Regions from separate parts of the Macaca mulatta genome. Here region 1 is linked to region 2. Evidence: chromatin contacts called from public Hi-C data. All regions are on one chromosome and are shown on one strand. Each heading gives the region's core, a stretch centred on a gene start, on an enhancer-like site or on the middle of the called end of the contact. The rest is flanking DNA. Distances are from core to core; before and after follow the strand shown. Region 1 holds the start of ZFYVE27 (zinc finger FYVE-type containing 27). Region 2 holds the start of AVPI1 (arginine vasopressin induced 1).

The links. Hi-C and Micro-C count contacts between places; a contact is called where the count stands out from the background.
Region 1: a Hi-C map of liver shows a contact between it and region 2, with 3 times the contacts expected there. The contact joins the promoter of ZFYVE27 here to the promoter of AVPI1 in region 2. A contact is called at or near these places in 8 of 14 Hi-C or Micro-C datasets (CD4 T cells, blood, cortical neurons and 4 more).

What each region holds. Positions count from the first base shown.
Region 1 is chr9:109,784,694-109,790,094 of T2T-MMU8v2.0, forward strand. It overlaps ZFYVE27 (zinc finger FYVE-type containing 27), which reads left to right and starts at 2,600. Exons shown (of 13, transcript XR_013398210.1): 1 at 2,600-2,802; 2 at 3,955-4,152. LOC144331234 (a long non-coding RNA gene) reads right to left here and starts at 3,180. Exons shown (of 3, transcript XR_013398221.1): 1 at 1,074-3,180. It overlaps LOC144331239 (a long non-coding RNA gene), which reads left to right. Exons shown (of 3, transcript XR_013398226.1): 2 at 822-951; 3 at 1,065-1,245.
Region 2 is chr9:109,732,658-109,738,142 of T2T-MMU8v2.0, forward strand. AVPI1 (arginine vasopressin induced 1) reads right to left here and starts at 1,847. Exons shown (of 3, transcript NM_001266977.2): 1 at 1,338-1,847.

The DNA of each region.
Region 1 (5,401 bases), core at 1,350-3,849, 53 kb after region 2:
TCTCTACTCAATACAAAAAATTAGCCAGGGGTGGTGGTGCATGCTTGTAATCCCAGCTACTTGGGAGACTGAGGTGGAAGAATCGCTTGAACTTGGGAGGCAAAAGTTGCAGTGAGCCAAGATTTCTCCATTGCACTCCAGCCTGGGCAACAAGAGCAAAACTCCATCTCAAAAAAAAAAAAAAAGAAGGTGGGAGTAGAAAGGTGCAGTAATGGGAGAAGGTGTGACACATCTGGGAACCGCCAGAGTTGAATACACCAGGCTTTGGTTTTATCCTGGAGGTCACAGGGTGCCACTGAAACTATCCAGCAAGGGAGTGGTCTGAGAAAGATACAGAGGGGTGGACAGGGTGGGGGATAGAAGTGGGTGGGGAGTGGTGATGGCCTACCCTGGAATTCATACCTGAGGCCAGGTTAGGAAACGAAGAAGAGGGGCCTTCAGAAGCTATCTGCATGAGAGACCCAGGAGCCTTCAGGGAAAAGACCCATCCTCAGGGAGGAGAGGCAGAGTCCAGCAGATGCGCCTGGCCCAGCCACAAAGCTAAGTCAATTTCTCTAAGGGGTGGTGAGTGGATTTCTGTATGTAGCTTAGTGATATGTGTGGGAATTGGATCTTTCTACATTTTGATCTTTCGTGGATTCTTGTCTGATTTTTGGGCTAGGGGTGGTGGTGGTAGGGCTTTGAGTAAAAATAAAAATCACAATGATTGCTAACAATTTTTGAACACTTATAACATGCCAGGAATTTACATACTTTAGCTCATTTAATTTTCATCACAGCCCCACACTGAGATTACCACTATGGTTATCCCCATTTTACAGCTGGAAAAACCAACCAAGCAACTCATCCGAGAAGAAGCCCTCCTACCTTACTCATGTTGGGACTGGCGCATGCCAGGTAATTGACAAAGTCAACTAAAGCAGGGAGCTGTAAGAAAAATACCTACATAGGGTAAGCATTTAATTTTGGGACAGTCGTCAATTTATACATAGTTATAAGAACTAACACAGGGAGATCCCACAGACTACCCCCCAATGGTAACATCTTGCAACCCTTCTTAACAGAATGCCTACCATGTGCCAGATACTGCTTCAGGTGCTGGAGACATAGACACGGGAAACATTAGTCGACAGAAGCCACAAGAGTGAATGAGATCCTCAGGGAGTGTCTGGAGTCAGAAGAAGGGTGGCAAAAGGAGCCCCTACCTTGAGGGGTAGGAAGAAAAGCCCTAAGGAGACCTTGAAGGTAGGAAAGAGAGAAGGAGAGGATGGTGTCATGAAAGCTAAGGTGGACAATGGTGCCAAAAAGGAAAGACAGTCCAGTGCTTCCGAGGTCACCTGCAAGGAGGCCTGGGAAGTGTCCATTGGATTTAGCAGCTAGGATGTCACAGGTGAGCCAAGTAATATGGAGGGGAGCAGGACTACAGTGCAGTGAAGAGTGAACTGGGCGAGGAAGCAGCAGTAGAGAGCACTTTACAGTGAGTCTTCCAAATCAGGTAGGAAAGAGGGGGTAAGGTTAGGCTAAAGGAGAAAATTGCCATGAATTTTGTCTCTAAAAATGATGATTAAGAGTTAATGAGAGTCAAGATTTCAGGCCTGTTAGAGCAAAGCCCCAAGGAAATAAGAGTTGGACCCTGGAGCACAGCTGAGTCCTGGCTGGAGGGGTGGGCCTGTCTTTCTGAAAGGAGATCATGGAGAAAGAGGTGCAGATAAAGCTGTGTGGCTGCTTGAAGAGGGAAGTGATTACTTCCAGCTGGGGCACTCAAGGAAGGGATACAGACATTTGAGTGCCAGGGGCATTTGAGGGTAACAATGGAGGGGTTCAGTTGGCCAAAGTTAAAGGCAGCTGAAAGATGGCAGAGGACGAGACCAGGAAATGCAGACCAAGGTGGGTGTGGTATGGTTGGGGTGCTGGGGTCAGATGACACATAAGCGTCAAATTCCCGCTCCCAGTTGCTTCTTAGCTGCGTGTTCCTAAGAAGTTCCTTAACACGTCTGAGATTCCCCATCTGTAAAATGGCGATAATCCTAATAGGGTTGTTGGAGGAGGACTAGATAATGTCTAAAAAGAGCTCAGTCCGGTCCAGTGCTTAGCTCCTCCGTACCTGAGCCACTACTATAAAGCCATCGGACGTGTCCTTTAAGGGAAATTAACTGGGCCACACGGTGTGAAGTGAACTGAGCTGGGAGAAGCCTGCACAAGACCTTGTATACACTAGCTACTCAGGAAACAACTGCATGCTCTGCTGGGCATCTCATATAGGATACGGTTTCCGTCTTTCCTGGGCTCACACATAGTCCCCAGTTCAGTTCCAAAGTTGGAAGGAAAAAGGATGAAGATGTAAATTCTTCAGTTAAGCCTCTCGCCAACTGCTCCTGCGGCGAGGCAGGGCAACGAGGTGCAGGGTCGCCAAGCACGTGCTCCCAAGGGTCCTCACTTTATTAAACCCGGCCAGCCAAGGACAAGGTAACTCCAGCCTGCAGCGCGCGGGGAAAGGCGCGCAGGCGCAGTGCTGGCAAGGGTGGGGGGGGGAGCTCACCTGTGCTGGAGTGGGCGGAGCTAAAGCCGGAGCGGCATGACGTCATGAGGACGCAGCCGCAGAGCGATTCACGTCCCGGAAGCGGCCGTGGCGGCGGCGGCGTAGGCGGAGGAGATTTTCGGACTTGCGACTTCCGAACGGCCCTGGCAGGAGGAGCGGCGTTCGGCCGGGGCGGGCCTGAGGAAACGCTCTGGGGCCCAGTGGCTCTCCCCCTGCTCCTGCCCGAACCTGCCGTCTCTCTTACGGAGCCACTGGCCGGGTACGTGAGGTGCCGGCCCCCCCACCCCGCGTCCCCGTGTCTCCGCAGGCTGTGTGTAGCTGGGCGCTTGGGCGCAGCGGGGGCCGCCACCTGCTGGCCCCGCGAACTTGGGCGTGGCCTTCGCTGTCCTGCCGCACGGGCTCCATCAGGCCCTCCTGGCTGCAGAGGTCTTGGCCAAGGCCAGTGCGGGCGTCGACCTACCTCACCCCTTCCTGGGCTTCTACCTGGCGCCGCTCTGTGCCTTTTCGCCCTGGCTCGGCCTGCGTTGATTTCGGCTCCCGTTGGCCCCTTTGTCCCATCCCCTCACCATCCCATTGTCGCGGCTAATTGCCTGGGACTGGTTTATGTTGCTCTTCGCCGAGGTTCCGCTCCCTCGTTTGCTGCTTAGCGTTCAGGGTAGGACTTTGAACTGGGAAAGACCGTAAAGGCTCCTGGGTTTCCTCATCAGAGAGGGCAGACGGGAATGCGGCGTTGTGATGCCGACTGCCCTGGGCGGAGATGGCCCAGGAAGTTGTTGGGAACTGAAGGGAGTGGGAAGGGTTAGAGGATGGGGCGGGAGTCCTGGAGCACGGTATTTCATTCACTCATTCAGCAGGCATTTGTTAAGCACCCACTGTGTACAGAAACAGTCGTGAATGGCGGCCAAGTAAGAGCAGGGAGTTTTACTTGGACGTGGTAAGTGCTCTGCACTTGATCTTAGCCACAAGGCCAAGAAGCGATGTGATGTGATAAGTGCTCTGTTAGGGTGAGTACGTGATCCTTTGGGAGCATTGGGGAGGGTCTCCCAGTCCAGAGTTGGAGGTGTTGGCAGAGACTTGCCAGAGTAAGGGAGTGATGTTTAAGCTGATACCTGAAGGATGAGTAGGAATTAACCAGGTAAAGAGTGGGAGAAAAATGTTCCGGGACATCATTTCATTTCAGCCCATGGGCTTCCTCGCTGCAGCGATCAAATGTGCTTGGTTTTTATGAATTTTAGTTTTGATGGATCTGTGGGGAAAAGAGCATTGGACGGAGAGTCCAAAGAACAGGATTTTAGGTCTGAATAATTCACTTTGCCTTGCTCACAGGTTTACTGTGGCGCCACCTGAAGCAGTAGGTAGAAGTGTGTTGGGGACTAGACGTGCAATGCAAATGTTGGTAATTATTATGGTTACAGGATGCAGACTTCAGAACGTGAGGGGAGTGGGCCGGAGCTGAGCCCCAGTGTGATGCCCGAGGCTCCCCTGGAGTCTCCACCTTTTCCTACCAAGTCCCCAGCGTTTGACCTTTTCAACTTGGTTCTCTCCTACAAGAGGCTGGAGATCTACCTGGAACCCTTGAAGGATGCAGGTGATGGTGTTCGATACTTGCTCAGGTACAGACTTTGTGGAGTTGCTCATGTCTGCTGTGCCTTCTGCCTTCCTGCTCTGTAGTAACTAACACCGGCCATTTAGGCAGTGCCTGGGCTGTCCTTTCTGCCCTAGTGAGGAGCAGTTCTGGGAGGTCTTTTCGGCCTCTGGGTTTATCTAGGCCTACCCTGTGTCTCAGACCCAGCCCAGGAAAGGCAGATACTGGGAATGATCCTGCCTTTCAGCAGGATTCTTCTTTGTGACTGAATAAGCTCCTTCCTCCGGACTGCTGGACAGCCTTGAACATCAGGCCTTCTGCAGCTTAGAGCAGGCTTAATTTTTTCCTTTGCTCCCAATATTGGCTTAATTAATATTTAAAAATTAGGATATAATTTTGAACAAAAGTTTAAGAAATACAAAAATCTATGAATAAGCAGATACCATTTTCACTACTTTTTTTTTTTTTTTTGAGACAGGATCTTGCTGTGTTGTCCAGGCTGGAATGCAGTAGTGTGATCATGGCTCACTGTGGCCTCAACTTCTTCGACTCACGTGATCCTCCTACTTCAGCCACTGTGCTTGGCTAATTAAAAAAAAAAAAATTGTAGAGAGGGTCTCGCTGTGTTGCCTGGGCTGGTCTTGAACTTTTGGGCTCAAGTGATCCTCCTGCCTCAGCCTCCCAAAGTGCTGGGATTACAGGTGTGAGCCACTGCGCCCAGCCCATTTTTGCTAATTTATTGAGATTATGGATTTTAATTTTTTCCCTCCTATCCTGCTTTGATTTTCATTCTCTATAATTTTCTTTTTTTTCTTTTGGCTCATTTTATTATGTTAAAATTATTATTATTATTATTTTTTGAGACGGAGTCTTACTCTGTTGCCCAGACTGAAGTGCAGTGGCGCGATCTCGGCTCACTGCAAGCTCTGCCTCCCGGGTTCATACCATTCTCCTGCCTCAGCCTCCCAAGTAGCTGGTACTACAGGCACCTGCCACAACGCCCAGCTAATTTTTTGTTTTTTAGTAGAGATGGGGTTTCACGTGTTAGCCAGGATGGTCTCGATCTCCTGACCTCGTGATCCACCCACCTTGGCCTCCCAAAGTGCTGGGGTTATAGGCGTGAGCCACTGTACCCAGCTGTTAACATTATTTTAAATTACTTATAGGGCATTCTACTCCCTAAATATGTCAGTTTTTATCTCTAAATAATTAAGGACGTTTCTTTCAAGAACAAAGTAATATCATACCTAACAAAATTAATAACTCCTTGGTATCAT
Region 2 (5,485 bases), core at 597-3,096:
ATCTCACTGTAGTCCAGGGAGGCCCAGGTAACCACGAGAGGCAGAACACATTTGAGTGAGCTGGCATCTCCTAGGTCCTCACACAGGAGGAGGCACCCTTCCAATAACCCAGGTGATAGCAATAATCTCTGTAATCAGGGGCCTAGGGGCTCTTAGAAAAATTACTGGAGGCTCTGGCCCAAGACCCTAATCAACACTTGGGGCCCTGGCCTGCTATCCTACACAGACATGCCACTGGACAGCAGCCAAAATCTGTGACTCCTCAAATGGGAAGCCCAGTTCAAATGGCTGTGTGGGCTTCCCCACCAGCAGGGCCTAGCCTCAGGGAGGTATGCCTAGAGAACTGGATATACATTGGCCTCCAAATCTGTGCCCCTGGAGGTGGAGAAAGGAACTGGGCCCTTTCCCCAGACCAGTTCTCATATATGACCTGAAAATAAACTGCTACTAGATCTAGGGATAACCCTTTCAAGAGTTCTAGAACCCTGAATTCTGGCTGTGCTGCTAACTGGGTGACCTTGGATAAGTCTCAGTTTCCCCTGCCACAAGTTGCTCATCATCAAAATAGTGGGTATAAGGCCGGGCCCGGTGGCTCATGCCTATAATCCCAGCATTTTGGGAGGCTGAGGTGGGAGGATCGCTTGAGCCCAGGAGTTTGAGACCAGCCTGGTCAACATAGCAAGACTGCCTCTACAAAATTTTAAATAAGCTTTTTAAAATAAATGGTGAGAATAAATAACCCTTAGCAGGAAAAGGGAGATTAAGTTTGCAAGGGCATTCCTTCTAGCACCTGGTATACCACAGACATTCCACGTATGCTGGTTGAATGAATAAATTATGAAGGGAAAGGCTACCTGACTACCAGAGGCTATAGAATCATTTTCATTTTCATCATCACAGCAATCAGCAAATCTGTGTACTTTTAAGTCATAGCTTTATGATTAAAATCATAGAGGCAGCTTGTTCAGTGTCAAGCACAGAACAGAGCACGTTCAGATGGGTGCTTTCTTTCCTCCTCACATGAGGTGGCACTATTGTTACACCCATTTTACAGATGAGAACACTACACCCAAAGTCACACAGCTGGCAGGTGATGGAAGCTGGGACACGAACCCAGGCAGTTTGACCCCAGCACCCGGGCTCTCAAGCCACTGTTATTTTTGTTCCTGCCAGATGGCTGAGGAGGTCTTCTGGGGAAAGTCAGGCCCAGAAGCCTTTTGGAAGCTATCTGCTTCTGTAGATTGTGGAAGGCACAGGGATCCAAAGTCAGGACTCCCAAGCCAGCCTGTGCACTTCTGCACTCCACTGCCCGGTGGAGAATTGAAGAAGGTACTCACCACGCTGAAGGGCAGCTCCGACAGACCTCAAATGGGGATGGGGCAAGCTAAGATGCGCCCACTCAAACCTCTTCCACAGCCTTCAGAAAGGGCGGGCGCAGCTCTGGGCTTCCTGCTGCGAGAGTGCTTCCAGGGCCAGTCGGTGATCACAGGCAGCACAAGAGCGTGGCAGAGGGTATTCTGGCCGAGGTCCTAAAGCGACATCTCCAGCACGAGGAGGCCCCGGGGCTCAGACGTGGCCGCTTCGCAGAACGACGGGGCCCTAAGTGGATCTGGCGGTCGCGTCCCCCGATGGCACCCCGGCTGACTGTCGCCCTCCGGCTCCCACGGAAGCGCCGAGCTGGGCCGCCGACCTAAGTACCTGGTTGCTTGAGGCGGGCCGCACGAAGCTTCAAACTGGTCCAGACCACCTGGGTCACAGCCGCGGTTCCCGGGAGAAAGCGCTCCCCAGCCCCGGAACAGCCAATCCTCGGCCCGAGCCGGGTGTGAGCTCCCAGGCGAGCCTTCCAAACCCAAGGCGGAGTTCCGTGCGCCAATCATAGGCGGGAGACAGGGAGGGGGCGTGTCCATCTCCGCCCCCCGCCTCCGCTGGCCTCGAAAGCAGAGTGCGAAGCTTCCTCGAACCTAATCAGCGGCGGAGCGGCGGCGAGGGGGCGTGTCCACCCGGGCCCTGCCCACCGCCCTCGCCGCCCTAGCGCGGCGCCGGAGGCGCCCCCTTCCTTGACGTCAGTCCCTAGGGCCAGCGCGGTTTTGCCGGCGCGGCGCCGGGCGGGGCAGCATTCCTGCCCCGGGGTGCGGCGGCAGCTGTCCCTGTAGGGTACACGTGACAGTGCCCCTTCTCCTGGGCCCAAGGCCAGCGCGCACGGCACCGACTGCCTTACGGCGCGTGGCCCTCTGCAGATCCTCAGATTCTGCCTTTCAACTTCCCTCCCAGCCCACCGTTTGGCTCCGGCTTTGGAGAGGAAGGGGCAGTCTGCTGCAGTCCGACCTTGGGCTTCAAAGCCAGAATGTCGGGGGTTCAAATATTGGGACATTGTGCGACTTTGGGCCGGTTACCTAAACAAGACAGTATTTTAAAGTTTGTATTCATTCGGAAATGTTCATTAGTGACCTGTGCTGTCCGAGTTCCTTGATAGGCAGTAAACAAGAGAGACGGAAAGACCTATAGCCCTTGTCCTGGGGAGTCTACAGCCTAGTAAGGAGGCAGGCGTTAAACAACCTAAAACATGGAGTATGTGATTACAGTTGTGATCAATGTTATGGCTATAAGAGGATAATTATGGAGGAACCTAAGCTTCCTCTCGGAGGTTCAGGAGGGCTGAAGAAGCAACATTTAAGCTGAGATATAAAGAAGAGTTGAAATTGGTCAAATGAAGAGGAGTGGGTCTGGGGAAACTGCTTTAAGGGAAGAGGGAAAGGCATTTGGTTGGGCCAGGAGGTAGCTTGGCTCCGGAGGAATTAAATGCGACCCGGAGTAAGGCTAACAAGAGAGAGCACAGGCAGAGAAGGTTGTATGTGATCCTCGGAGGAGTTTAAACAGGGAATGGCATTATATGTACTGTGTTTATGTAATGGGCATTTTATAGTACTTACCACGTACCAGTAGTGTCAGTCAGCACTTTGCAAATTTCATCCTCATGACAAGTTTGTGTTTTTAGAAGGTCACTGTGGCTGCAGCTTGGAACTTGGATTGGAGGGGGCAGGAGTGGATGCAGGGTATCCAGTGGGCCTCTGATAAATGCTTGTTTTGTCCTTGGAAGATAAGGTGTTCGTGCACTTGTTCAGCAATGCTCAGGAAAGGCTTTTGGGTCTCCCTGACTTCCTTTTTACATCATAACTGACCTCCTATCCATTTAAGCTTGATTTTTCTTCTGTAAAAGTTCTGGGTGGGAAGAGGAAGAGCCAGTACACGGGGATTTATGAATTCCTTGTTGCAGGGTGAAGGGGATGTTAGGGAGCTATTTGTCCTCACCCCGTGCTCTCCAGTTCCTCTCTCTGTCCTTCTGCACAAAAATAGCATCAGTAAGTGTTGTTGTGCTGTGGCTAAAAGGGTTTTTTGTTCTGTTTTGTTTTTTTGAGACAGAGTCTCACTCTGTTGCCCAAACTGGAGTGCAGTGGCACCACCTCAGCTCACTGCATCTTCTGCCCCCTGGGTTCAAGCGATTCTTCTGCCTCAGCCTCCTGAGTAGCTGGGACTACAGGCATGTGCCACCACGCCTGGCTAATTTTTGTATTTTTAGTAGAGATGGGGTTTCACCATGTTGGCCAGACTGGTCTTGAACTCTTTTTTTTTTTTTTTTTTTTTTGAGATGGAGTCTCGCTCTGTCGCCCAGGCTGGAGTGTAGTGGCCAGATCTCAGCTCACTGCAAGCTCCGCCTCCCTGGTTCACGCCATTCTCCTGCCTCAGCCTCCCGAGTAGCTGAGACTACAGGCGCCCGCCACCTCGCCCGGCTAGCTTTTTGTATTTTTTAGTAGAGACGGGGTTTCACCCTGTTAGCCAGGATGGTCTCGATCTCCTGACCTCATGATCCGCCCGTCTCGGCCTCCCAAAGTGCTGGGATTACAGGCTTGAGCCACCGCGACCGGCCTGGTCTTGAACTCTTGACCTCAGGTAATCCACCTGCCTCAGCCTCCCAAAGTGCTGGGATTACAGGTGTGAGCCACCATGCTCGGCCGCTAAAAGGTTTTTTGTTTTTGAAACGGAATCTCACTCTGTTGTCAGACTGGAGTGCAGTGGCACGATCTCGGCTCACTGCAATCTCTGCCTCCTGGGTTCAAGCGATTCTCCTGCTTCAGCCTCCTGAGTAGCTGGGATTACAAGCACATGCCAGCACGCCCGGCTAATTTTTGTATTTTTAGTAGAGGCGGGGTTTCACCACGTTGGCCAGGATGGTCTCAATCTATTGATCTCATGATCCTCCCACCTTGGCCTCCCAAAGTGTTGGGATTACAAGCATAAGCCACAGAGCCTGGCCCGTTAAAAAGGTTTTTACAGTGGCTTCTCTTCACTTTTCCTCAAGCCCTGGGGAACCGTTGAAAAAAACAAAGAAATCAGCAATGTTCATCTCCAGTGGAAAGTATTGGTGCAGAGACTTTCAGCCAACTACTTGGCTAAGGAGGGGACTGTGCAGGCTCCTGAACCAAAGGCTGAGCTTCTGAGCCAGTGACTCCCACTGGCCCATTCTAATAAATAGGGAAGCCAGACTCTTGGCATATCGGTGCTGGGTGAACCTAGGAATTCTGATGCCATGAGCTTAGATGAGCATCCCGAGGTAGGAATTGGGAACTTGTGGTTTCTGGGTCAGATGTGACTAAGGCTGGGTGGAGCGTATCTCTTATCTCCAAACATTTTTGCAGGCATGTGACCATGTGCTTACAATGGAACCATTTCTATTGTTACAGCTTTGTGATTCAATACTTCTGGCGAGAAGATGGGGCACTCCACAGTTGTGTGGGCCATGTAAGCCTCACCAGAAGTGGAGTCATCTGAGACTCACAGAATGGTGCTGGAGACAGTAATCACCCCAGACAGGGCCCTGTTTAGAGAAAGTCAACTCTGGGGAATGGAAACCTCATGAAATTCAGGCCCAAACTTGATTTTACCCAGGGCCTAGATTAAAGTGAGTTTAGTGAGGAACTCCTTTCAGGCATAAAATTTAAGAGGGCACCAAAAAACTCAGGAAACCCAAGATAAATAATATCTTAACACAACATTTTTTAAAATCAAAATTAATGCAAAAAATCCATGATGAACAGAATATCAACATTTAAAATATAGGCAGGCTGTTGTTTATGACCTTGCATTATTTTGCAATGGGAACAGTCACTACCAATGAGGCTTTATGAGAGTTGACAATAACGTGTGAACACATTGAATAACATGGAACTTTATATGTAGTAATTTTTTTATTGGAATGCTTTTATCCACTTTTTCTATTTGGTTCAAAATATGGAAGGTAAGTGCATATAGGACATATATTTTTTCTTTTGTCTTGGGCTCAAATATGGTTCAACTCAGTACTGGTTTTTACCCTCAAAGGAAGTAAAGTCTAAGAAGGGAGTTTTAACTGTTTTACCTTAAGCAAATTACTTAATTCCTCTGCCTATTTTCTTGTCTTTTTTTTTTTTTTTTTTTTTTTTAAGACAGG